Linked DNA regions of Mustela erminea: region 1 is linked to region 2. The links are chromatin contacts, called in public Hi-C maps. All regions are on one chromosome and are shown on one strand. The core of a region is the stretch at or near the end of the contact, and the rest is flanking DNA. Distances in the headings are between cores, read along the strand shown. Region 1 has its middle 400 kb from the start of KLF6. Region 2 has its middle 450 kb from the start of AKR1E2.

What was found. A called contact is a pair of places that touch in the nucleus more often than the background predicts.
Region 1: a Hi-C map of fibroblasts shows a contact between it and region 2, with 2.9 times the contacts expected there. The contact joins two enhancer-like sites. A contact is called at or near these places in 2 of 3 Hi-C or Micro-C datasets (fibroblasts and spleen).

The regions. Positions count from the first base shown.
Region 1 is chr6:141,477,890-141,483,028 of mMusErm1.Pri, reverse strand. No RefSeq gene overlaps it. Among named protein-coding and RNA genes, the nearest start is that of KLF6, 400 kb to the left of the region's middle. Within about 2 kb of position 3,253, the one cell type or tissue checked has open chromatin away from gene starts, as enhancers often do. A contact at or near this core is called in fibroblasts, where this site is marked.
Region 2 is chr6:141,397,454-141,402,523 of mMusErm1.Pri, reverse strand. No RefSeq gene overlaps it. Among named protein-coding and RNA genes, the nearest start is that of AKR1E2, 450 kb to the right of the region's middle. Within about 2 kb of position 2,728, the one cell type or tissue checked has open chromatin away from gene starts, as enhancers often do. A contact at or near this core is called in fibroblasts, where this site is marked.

The sequences.
Region 1 (5,139 bases), core at 2,004-4,503, 80 kb before region 2:
TCAGGTAAGTGGGCTCACATGGTTTTTGTGACCAGCTAATTTCCCTTAGCATGAGGTCGTCAAAGTTTTTCCATGTGACAGCATATGTCAGAATCTCTTTCCTTTTGGAGGCTGAATAACATTCGACATTTTGTTTATCCATTCATCTACCAGTGGACACTTGGGTTGCTCCCACATTTTGTCTACTGTGAATATGGGTCTACACATATCTCTTCATATTCTTCCTTTCAGTTCTCTTGGGTAAGTACCCAGAAGTAGAATTTCTGGATCATACGATAATTATACTTTTAACTTTCTGAGGAGCTGCCATTCTATTTTCTGTATCGGATGACTTATTTTACATTCCCATCAACAGAGCACAACGGTTCTAATCTCCCCACATCCTCGCCAATGCCTGTGACTTTCTGTTTCCTTGTTAGTAGCCATCCAGAGGGTGTCAGGTGGTATCTCCTTGTGGTTTTTATTTGCATTTCCCTAATGATGAGTGATGCTGAATATTTTTTCATAGGCTTGTTCTGGCATTTGTATATCTTCTTTGGAGAAATATCTATTCAAGTTCTTTGCTCATTTTTTAAGGAGTTTATTTAGTTTGTAGTTGTTGATCCTCTGTGATATTTTGCAAGTTGCTACTCGGTAATAAATTACTTTTAGAGATTACACGTATATACCATTGTGGATAAATGTCTTATGTCTGAGAGTACTGAGGAAACAATATCTTATTGATAAGTGGCAATTTCATTTTGATCTTTTCATTTTAGCCTGAAAAAGTTACACAATTGTTCTACTGTGGCCCATTGTGGGGTACTGGTGAAGGGGATGGTGGAGAAATATTTTGTTCTATTTCAGATGCACAGATTCCAGAGCATCATTCGGGGCTGTTTCAGAAGTAAAGTAACATTCTGCTTAAAACATTGCCCATCCTTCCACCTATGGTAGAGATGCAAAATAAAGGATTCCTAATGGGTTGCTGGAAGCAAACAACTCGGCTTCAGTGTTCAAAAGATTGCTTAGTAGAAAAGAGTTTCCCTCTCTCCTCGTGTGGATTTCTCATTCTTCCTGATCATAACACCCAGCTGGACTCTAATTCCTGGACGTCCTGGTGCCCAGTGACTAAGTTCTTCTCAAGAGAACATGCACCACCAAAATATAGACATATAAGAACATGTTCAACTTGTACCTAAAAGGACCTCTCTTTTCTTCTGGGTGGATATAAGCTGCAGAGATTGGAGCACCTTGGGAAGATGTGAGCATGGTAAAATACCAGACCGGCCTGCTCTTGGAGGTGAGTCCTCAGCACAGAGCCTGTCTACCCAGCCCGACTGTCCCTCAAGTGAGAAAGAAACCTTTAACTAGTATGAATCATTGCATTTGGAAGGCATGTTTTGTACGTTGTCCTTCTCACTACCCATACGTGTTTCTTTGCTTTTTCTTTTACATTTGCTGAAGTCACCTCTTTGCAGAGCTAAACATGACTTATGTGTAGAACTGGGTATAGCTCACTGGAAAGTACAGAACAAAACATGATGCAAACATTTGGTATTTTTGTTGAGAAACTCAAGATCATGTGCACAGGAAACACAAAAGTAATGAAGTATATGACTAAGCATCTATTTAAATAAATAAATTGACAGGGTTCTAGAATCCTAAATGGAAAGCAAGTCAGAACCTTCTAGAAAGTCAGAGCAGTTTGGAGGAGGGATCAGTAGAAGCCGGAGTGGCCTTGCAAGGTTTCTAGGTAGAAGGACTTTCAGTCAAATCCGAAGGGCTGTTAAGTGTGTACCTGTCTGGGAGACCCAGCTTTCACGTGGGTCAGGAGAGGGGAGAGATCTTCCACCATTGTCAAATGAAATATCTCTCACTTTTCTGTTCTTTTCTGTATCTCCCATCTGGGCTGCCAGTCCGAATTCTCAGCTCTGAGGGTTGGACATGAGATCTTGTGATGGGAAAACTTTCATGATGGCATGTCTGGGAGGTTGCATACGCCTGTGCTCAGAACCCTTCTCCCCAGGTAATCCTACCAGCGTCTCCCACCACACCTCGTCTCGGATGCCACTTCCCCTGGAGCTTTGCCAGGCTCTCAACCTACATTCTGTGCCTGTCATGTAGAAGTACCTTGACTTCCCATCACAGCCTTGCAGCATGAGGCCTCAGTTTCCAGGAAACTAACGGTTCTTCCATGGGACTATCAGCTGTATGTGGACCCACATTATATTTTGTTCAAAGAATCATTCCCAAGTGCTTAATACCTAAAAGAAAAAAAAATGTGGTCTCAATAAAAATACAGTAAGTAAATGAACAGATGAATATTTGTGCTTTTGGGCCAGACCAAAATAGGGAAGACACTGCAACTGAAATTTATCCTATGGTAGATAATACCGAGTGTCTTCTCAGTAAGGTAGAAATTTTTCAAATGACAAGTTGTTCTATTAACAATATGTGGTCACATGGGAGTTCGCTAAATTCTTCTGTCCTTTTTTGGGAGCTTAAAATATGAAATGAGTTCACAGAGGTGGAATAGTTTCAAGCAATAGAAGGCCAAGATTAAACTGCTTCTTATTTCCCCTCTGAGAAGGAATCATTTATCTCTAGTGGAACGATCAGAGCCCTGGATAAAAATAAAAATGTGAATTTTTAAAATAGGGCTCACTTTTTGAACTACTCTTCCAAAATGAATCATGCAGTTTGGCCTTTTTATTTGAACTATTCTGATGCAATTTTCCCCACACAGATGTAAAGTATATTAGAAATGGCTCCTCCGTTGTAGGGTTTAGGAACTTGGGAAGACTTTTCAGGTTTGCAAAAGCTCAACTTCATCTGCTGGGTACTGAATGGATGAATACTCAGCTCTCAGCCCTAGTTTACTTTGCAAATGGAGGGAGCAGTCACAAAATTAAGTATCCAGTTGATGATTTCTTTGGGCTCTGTGTGGTAGCAACTAATTAAAACGTAGAAACAGAACATGGAAAACATTTTTATGCCCAAAACAAATCCCTCTTTATCAGTAGAGGCCAATCCTGCACTAGTTTTTCTCAAGGGGGTGGTTGTGCTGGTCCGGGGTACATTTGGCAATGTCTGGAGGCATTTTTTAAAATGAAAGGTTTATTAATTTATTTTATCCAGATGGAGCACAAGCAGGAGGGGCAGAGGGGAATGCAGAGAGAAACTTGGGTGCCCAGGACTGCTCCCTGTGTCATGCATCAGGCCCTGAAGTATCAGCATTGAGCAACTGCGTTCTGTACTCGGCCAAGTCCCTCATATCCTAGGGAGGCAGGAGGATCTCCTGGCGCCCTGCCTTCTCCATGACTCAGGCCCACATCTTGCAGTCCAGACCCTTCCAACATGGACTCCATCCACACAGGAAACAGGGACCTGTGGCCCCAGTTCAGTGGAGGGGCGGGTCACCTCTGACCCACTCACCCACCTCTGGGGTCTAGAAATTCCCAGTGCTGAGTCCACCGGAGATGCCAGAGACACCCCCGTGGAGGCAATATAACACCCCAGGGCCGGGGATGGGCGTCCTCTGCATGTGACTTTTGGGCTGCTGGTCAGGTTTCTGTTTCATCTTGCCCACCTTGGGACCAGGGTGGGGATTACACGGGAGAATTGTCTGCTGCGGGAGCCGTGGCTGTGGCTCTGGAGTGGCTGACTCCATCAGCACCGTCAGGAGGGGCTGCCCACGCTCACCCTCTCCTCTGCTAGGAGCTGCAGAAAACAGTCCCCATGTTTTTACCTGCAGGACGGCACGGGGCCGGCCTCTGTGCGGTCAGGAGCCGAGCGGGACATGTACACTCTCTAATCGGGGAGCTCTGCTTGGCTCTGGGACCTGAGCTTGATTCCGCAACAAAGGATGTTCTGGAGCTTAGAAATTATTTCATCGCCAGCTTATCCACATTCTTGGAAAGAGGTGATGGTTAAGTCACCAAACTTTCCTCTGTTTGAGCAACTCTACAGAGGAAGACCTTATTTATTTATTTTTTTTCCAGCTGAACTTGTGGTCACTGCTTAGAGGCACAGGGGTCTAATAATGTTTATGTTATGGTTGTGAATTTAAATATTGTAAGTGATGGAACATTCGCCGAGTCATGCCTGCGACTCTGTACACACCGCATCCGTGTCTGGGACAGTGTGAATGTGAGTGCCAGGGCAGAGTGAGGCTGAGGACCCACACGCGCGAGTCAGGTGGAGATTTAGAACATTTAGAACATTGGTGGTATTTATAACGCATAAATGGTCCATCTTCTTTTTTTCTTAATGATTAGTCATGTTTTAAAGCTATCTTAGATTTGCAGAGAAACCGTGGAGAAGAGCGGGGTGTGCCCCTCTGACCCTTCTCCCTGCCCCAATTCCTCTGTCAGTAACATCTTGCATTAACATAGTAAACTGGTCAGAACTGATGAGCCAATATTATCAGTATTATTTAATGGAATATGAGCAGTTACCTAGTGCAGTAGTCACATCAATACTATATTAATTTCAAGTGTACAGCAGGGATTCAATAATTCTGTATCTTACAAAGCGCTCACCCAGACAAGCGTAGTCACCATCAGACACCCTATGACATCATCACAATGACTCTATCACAGTTCTATCCCCTATGTTGCATTCACTCCCGTGACTTGTCTATTTTCTAGAGGAAGTCTGTACATGTTAACCCTCTCATCTCTTTTGCCCAGTCCTTCTCTGGCAACAAGAAGTCTATTCTCTGTATTTATGAGTCTGTATCTGGTTTTTTTTTTTTTTCCATTTGTTTTGTTTTTTAGAATCCATATGGAAGTGAAATCATGAAGCAATTGTCTTTTCTGTATGACTGATTTCACTTAGCATGATACCTTCCTGATGCATCCGTATTATCACAATTGCCAAGATTTCAATCTTTTTTATGGCCGAGTACTACCTCACTGTGTATACATACCACATCTTCATCCATTCATCTGTCCATGGACGCTTGGGTTGCTTTCCTATCCTGGCTTTGTGAATAATGGTGCCAAAAACACAGGGGGCCACATACTTTTTGAATTAGTGTTTTTGTTTTCTTCAGGTAAGAACCCAGAAGTTGAATTGCTGGGTTGCAGGGTATTTCCATTTTTAATTTTTTGAGGAACCTCCATACTGTTTCCCACTGTGGCTGCACCAGTTTGC
Region 2 (5,070 bases), core at 1,479-3,978:
CAGAAAGAATATGTACAACTACTTCTTCCAAGAAATCTGCCATTAAAGGGGTGGTGGCAGATGGTGGTTTTTCTTTTTTTTAAAGATTTTACTTATTTATTTGAGAGAGAGAGAGAGCACGAGTGGGAGTGGGAGGCAGGAGGAGAGGGAGAAGCAGGCTGACCCCTGCTGAGCGGGGAACCCACCAAGGGGCTCCATCCCACGACTCTGGGATCATGACCTGAGAGCCGACGGCAGGTGCCTATCTGACGAAGCCACCCAGGCGTGCCCCCTGGGAGATGGTGTATTTAATCAAACCACAGCCATGGCCATAGATTCTCCCCTACACAATGCCCTCTCCCTGAGGACAGCCCAGAGTCTACCCCGTGTGTTAGACAGACCTAACCCTTCCTATGAGATGAAAGAAAATATGTCACAGGTCTGCCTGCCGTCCCTTGCCGACACGCGCGGTCATTCCAGTGCCGCTTCACGTCGCACTCTGGGACTTGTCCCCATAGGGAGACGCCACCTCGTGCCTTCTAGGAGGCCATAACCTATTTAAAAAAATAAGTAATGGTGGAAATATGAGGACAGTTAAGATGCTCCCATGTTGGGGGTTGTAAAGTGTCACAGGAACAGGCTGGCTAAGCGTACTTACTGAACGGAACTGAAAACGGGTGTTCCGGCAAAACCGCACGCACGAACACGGACAGCAGCATCGTTCATAACAGCCGAAACATAGAAGCAGCCCAAATGTCCACTGATGGATGGATAAACAAGATGTGGTGCCATCGTACAAAGGACAATTATTCAGGCATGAAAAGGAATAAAGACCTGATTCTTGCTGAAGTACGGACGAGCTCAAAAACATCAAGCTGAATGAACGAGGCCAAGACACAAAAAGCACATTTTCATCCCACTCGTACGAAATGTGCAGAATAGGCAAATCCATGGAGACAAAAAAAAAAAAAAAAAAACCAGGGGGTGCCAGGGGCTGGGGACAAGGGGAAATGAGGAGCGGCCCTCTGGTTTGGAGTTTCCTTTGGGAGGCAAAGATTGTCTGACACGAGGTGAAGGTGGTGGCTAAATAACATTGTGAATCACTAAATGGGACATTATTACACATTTTTAAGAGATTAAAATGGTGATTTTTATGTTATGTGAATTCTAGTTCAATAAAAAAATCCTTTGGTTCCTTTTTAAAAATTACTTTGACCCCTACACCTCAGGATAGGACATGTTTTTAATCTGAATGTTCCACAGCTGTAGATTCTCAAGGAGTCTCTCGATGACCTTCCAAACCCTCGTTAACCTCAGACATGTTAGCCTGATTTCTAAATCCTACACATGACTCCCAAGTCTGACTGAAATTTGATTTTATCAGGCATGACATAGTTGGTCAACTCTCCTTTGGAAATGGAATGTTAACTATTTGAAATCAGAAAACCAGGATTCTAGAGACTTGTTTTCTGAGAAAAGAGAGAGGCCAAACCCTTCCACTGAGGACTCAGCCAGCTCATGTCGCTCTTCATGGGACCTGTTTGAAGAAAGAGTTCATGATTTCTTGTGCAAGCTGATCACCAGAATGAGCATTTACTTGTTTTCTCTCTTTTTTTTTTTTTTAAGATTTTATTTATTTATTTCACAGAGAGAGATACAGCAAGAGAGAGAGCACAAGCAGGGGGAGTGGGAGAGGGAGAAGCAGGCTTCCTGCTGAGCAGAGAGCCTGATGAGGGACTCAATCTCAGGACCCTGGAATCATGACCTGAGCCAAAGTCAGAAGCTTAATGACTAAGCCACGCAGGTGTCCCTCACTGTGTTATTTTTTTAAAAAGATTTATTTTTTACTTATTTATTTGACAGACAGAGATCACAAGTAGACAGAGGGGCAGGCAGAGAGAGAGGAGGAAGCAGAGAGCCCGATGAGGCTGAGCAGAGAGCCCGATGTGGGACTCGATCCCAGGACCCCCGGATCATGACCTGAGCCGAAGGCAGAGGCTTAACGCACTGAGCCACCCAGGCGCCCCTCACTGTGTTGTTCTTACGAGGACAGTGATCTTTACCTTCTTTGAAGTTATAAAATTTCAGACATGCTAGAAAAGTTCTCCTCCCCCGAGCTCCACTCGGACACGTCTGAAATCCTAGATTCTGTAAGAAGCTGTAAGAGCTGCGGGGGATGGCAGGCCCCTGACGCCCCACAAGCATCAGCCCATTGCGGGATCCGTAACACAGGACCCTCTGCACTCCATCGAGGCAGGGCTGGCGCGGGGCGGGGCGGGGGTGGGGGAGGGTCTGAACATCCCCCCCCCCCCCCGCCCCAGGTGAGCCCATACTTAGCTGTCACTGCTAGAGTCAGGAAAGGGATTTGAGGAAGACAGGCTTCCTGCTCATAGCCCACGGGTGCAGTGCATGTTGCCGACTTCGGGTGTTCCTGCTCTCCGTCATTTCGGAGAAAGCAAATCTCGAGGGACACACACACCTGGAACACCTCTCCGTGGGCACAGGCTCTTGTGGTTTCGGGAACTGGCGTGGGAGGCACAGCTGAAACTGCTGCAGAGGCTGGCACTCCAGCGAGACCTTCCAGCCGCCGGAGCTCAGCACAGGGAACACGAAGATACCACATAGCACACCGCTGACGACAGTCCCCCACATGACTCACCCCAGAAGCGCGTCCCCGCGCTGGGCCTTACCCTTTCTGTGGAAAACATTCTCCAGGGCCCTTGGAAGAGGATGACTCATGCCAGGGGGTATTTTTAGGAATCTGTTAACTTGCCTTCAGCATAACAAATCCAGTTGGAGAGGAGCGCTGAGCCATTCCCCACGAGCCGATCCCAGGGTTGTCCTCATGCCAGGCTTTCTTGGTGTGCAGACTGAGTCATCTTCCAGGGAGGCAGGAGGGGAAACAGAAGAAGACTGTTGCTACAACAGGGAATTTGAGATGATGCTGAAGAACCCAATAGCGTCCCTATCTGTGTCTTTATAGGATCGCACCTGCTCTCTCCAAGCTCATCTCATAATCCCGGTGAGATCTGACAGCATCGCTCCAGGGCATTGTAAGGACCACGTTCATATCAGCACGGGGCTTAGAGCGGAGTGGAACAGGCAAAAATGCTTTATGGACAACACTGAGTCCGGAAGGTGCTTGTACACTGGCCCCTTGCATGTCAGACCACTGGACAAGAGTGCCGTGTCACAGGAGGGATGCCTGAGAGGTGTGAGAGTGACCGGGACACTTTTCTGGAAGGTTGGGAGTCTCCCAAATGTGTGTGTGTGTGAGCACATGTAGGTATGTGTGGGAATGTGCGTGCTTGTGCGCAGTTATGTGTGTGTTGTACATGTGCATGTTTCACTTGTGCATGTGTGGGTGATACTGTGTATGCGTTTGTGTGTGTACGTATGCTTTTGTGTGTGCACATGTGTATTTGTGTGTATCTGTGTGTGTTGGTAGGCATACGTATATGGGTGTGTATCTGTGTGTGTATTCAGGTGTTTGTGTGTGTGTGTGCGTTTTTGTTACCAAACACCCGTTCCAGCTACGTGGGTCCATCAGGCCGCTGCTGGGTGAGTCAGTGAGTGGTTTGTAGAGTGTTTGAAGCTGAGAAATGGAATCTTTGTTTCAGTAGCAGAAAAGGAAATCCTGCCATCAAAGGCCAAGAGAGCAAGCATTCAGTATGGTGTCGTTTTACTAACGTGGTAAGAATTTCACGTTCTCTGGTAATGATCAAAAGCCAAAAAAAAAAAAAAAACCAAAAAAAAAAAACAAGCAAATGTCCAAAACACAAATTCTTTTCGGCTGGCCTGCCGTTTTCCTATTACTTCCACTGTTGCTGCTTTCCTCTTTGTTTTTTCTCTGGCCCAACATTTACATTGCTCTTCCACGATGGTTTTCCTGTCCATACAAGCTCTAACCTTCCCTCGCCAGGGCGTGCGAGTTTGTGTTGACGGGTCCTCTACCTGGCTTGGCTGGGTGAAACCCACATTCGTGAATTTACAAGGTGCTTCTCTTCCACGAGGCGCTGCCACCGCCCAGGACCAATCCCCTCCTCACCACCAGCATTTTTCAGACAGATGGTGCCTTTCCACTCCAGCAGGGAGCCACAACCACCAATTTTAGAGAGTAAATTGGAAAGCTGATGTTCCCTTTTAAATAAGCAAAGGATCACTGATCCAGCTCAGCCAACAGAGAAAACCAGATCTCAAATATCACCCTGAATTTAAACCACTATGACACTGTCCTTTGCTGGAAAAAAAGAAGAAAAACACCACATAAGATTTTTACATTCAAACTCTGACCGTGGTTTTCTCCAGTTTCACTGAGAGTGGAAAGCACAAATCACTGTCTTTTTGACAATGCATTTGGCCTGGCCCAGAATGAGAAAGTATTAGATAATGCGCACAACATCTTGTTGTGGGGGCCATCCTCAGTCATCTTTCCAGACTCAAAATATTTCAGTAACCTGAAGAGACAATGTTATCCAAAATGGCCACTATTTAAGAACTACTGATTATTAAAAAATTCTGTTGTTGAAGTTGTAGTCAAATGCTCCCATTTAGATGCAGATAGGATAAGAAAAAAAGAGAGAGAGAGAGAGAGACTTTAGAGATATTTATCCCTGGTCTTTAATAGGTATGATGTGCAAATTGCCTATATACTTAACTTAGTCAATATCCCTTGTCCTCCAAATTTCCACTAAATTGTCTATTTCTTCAAGGCACTTAGATATGCAGGTACTTTCCTACTATCAGCACAGTGTCCAGGGTTTGAAATTTGCATGTTTTCCCAGTTACTGTTGCTCAGCTTGTGATTACAAGGGGAAAAATATAGGGCCCTTGCTCCACAATTTTATCTCCGTGCTATATATAAAATACAGCCATCAGCGTGGTATGTTGTTTTGTACATGGGTCGGGAATAGCAGGGGACACACTGACTGTATTCCAACTCAATGACTCAGAACCTCCAGGCACCTTGTTTTCTCTCCTCCCCTCACAGAGCCACCAAGAGTGAGAACACACTTCTGTGGCTGGAACATTCTATCAGGTTAACGTGGCTCCGTCTATGAATCACGAAGCCCCAGACTTCATGTAATACAA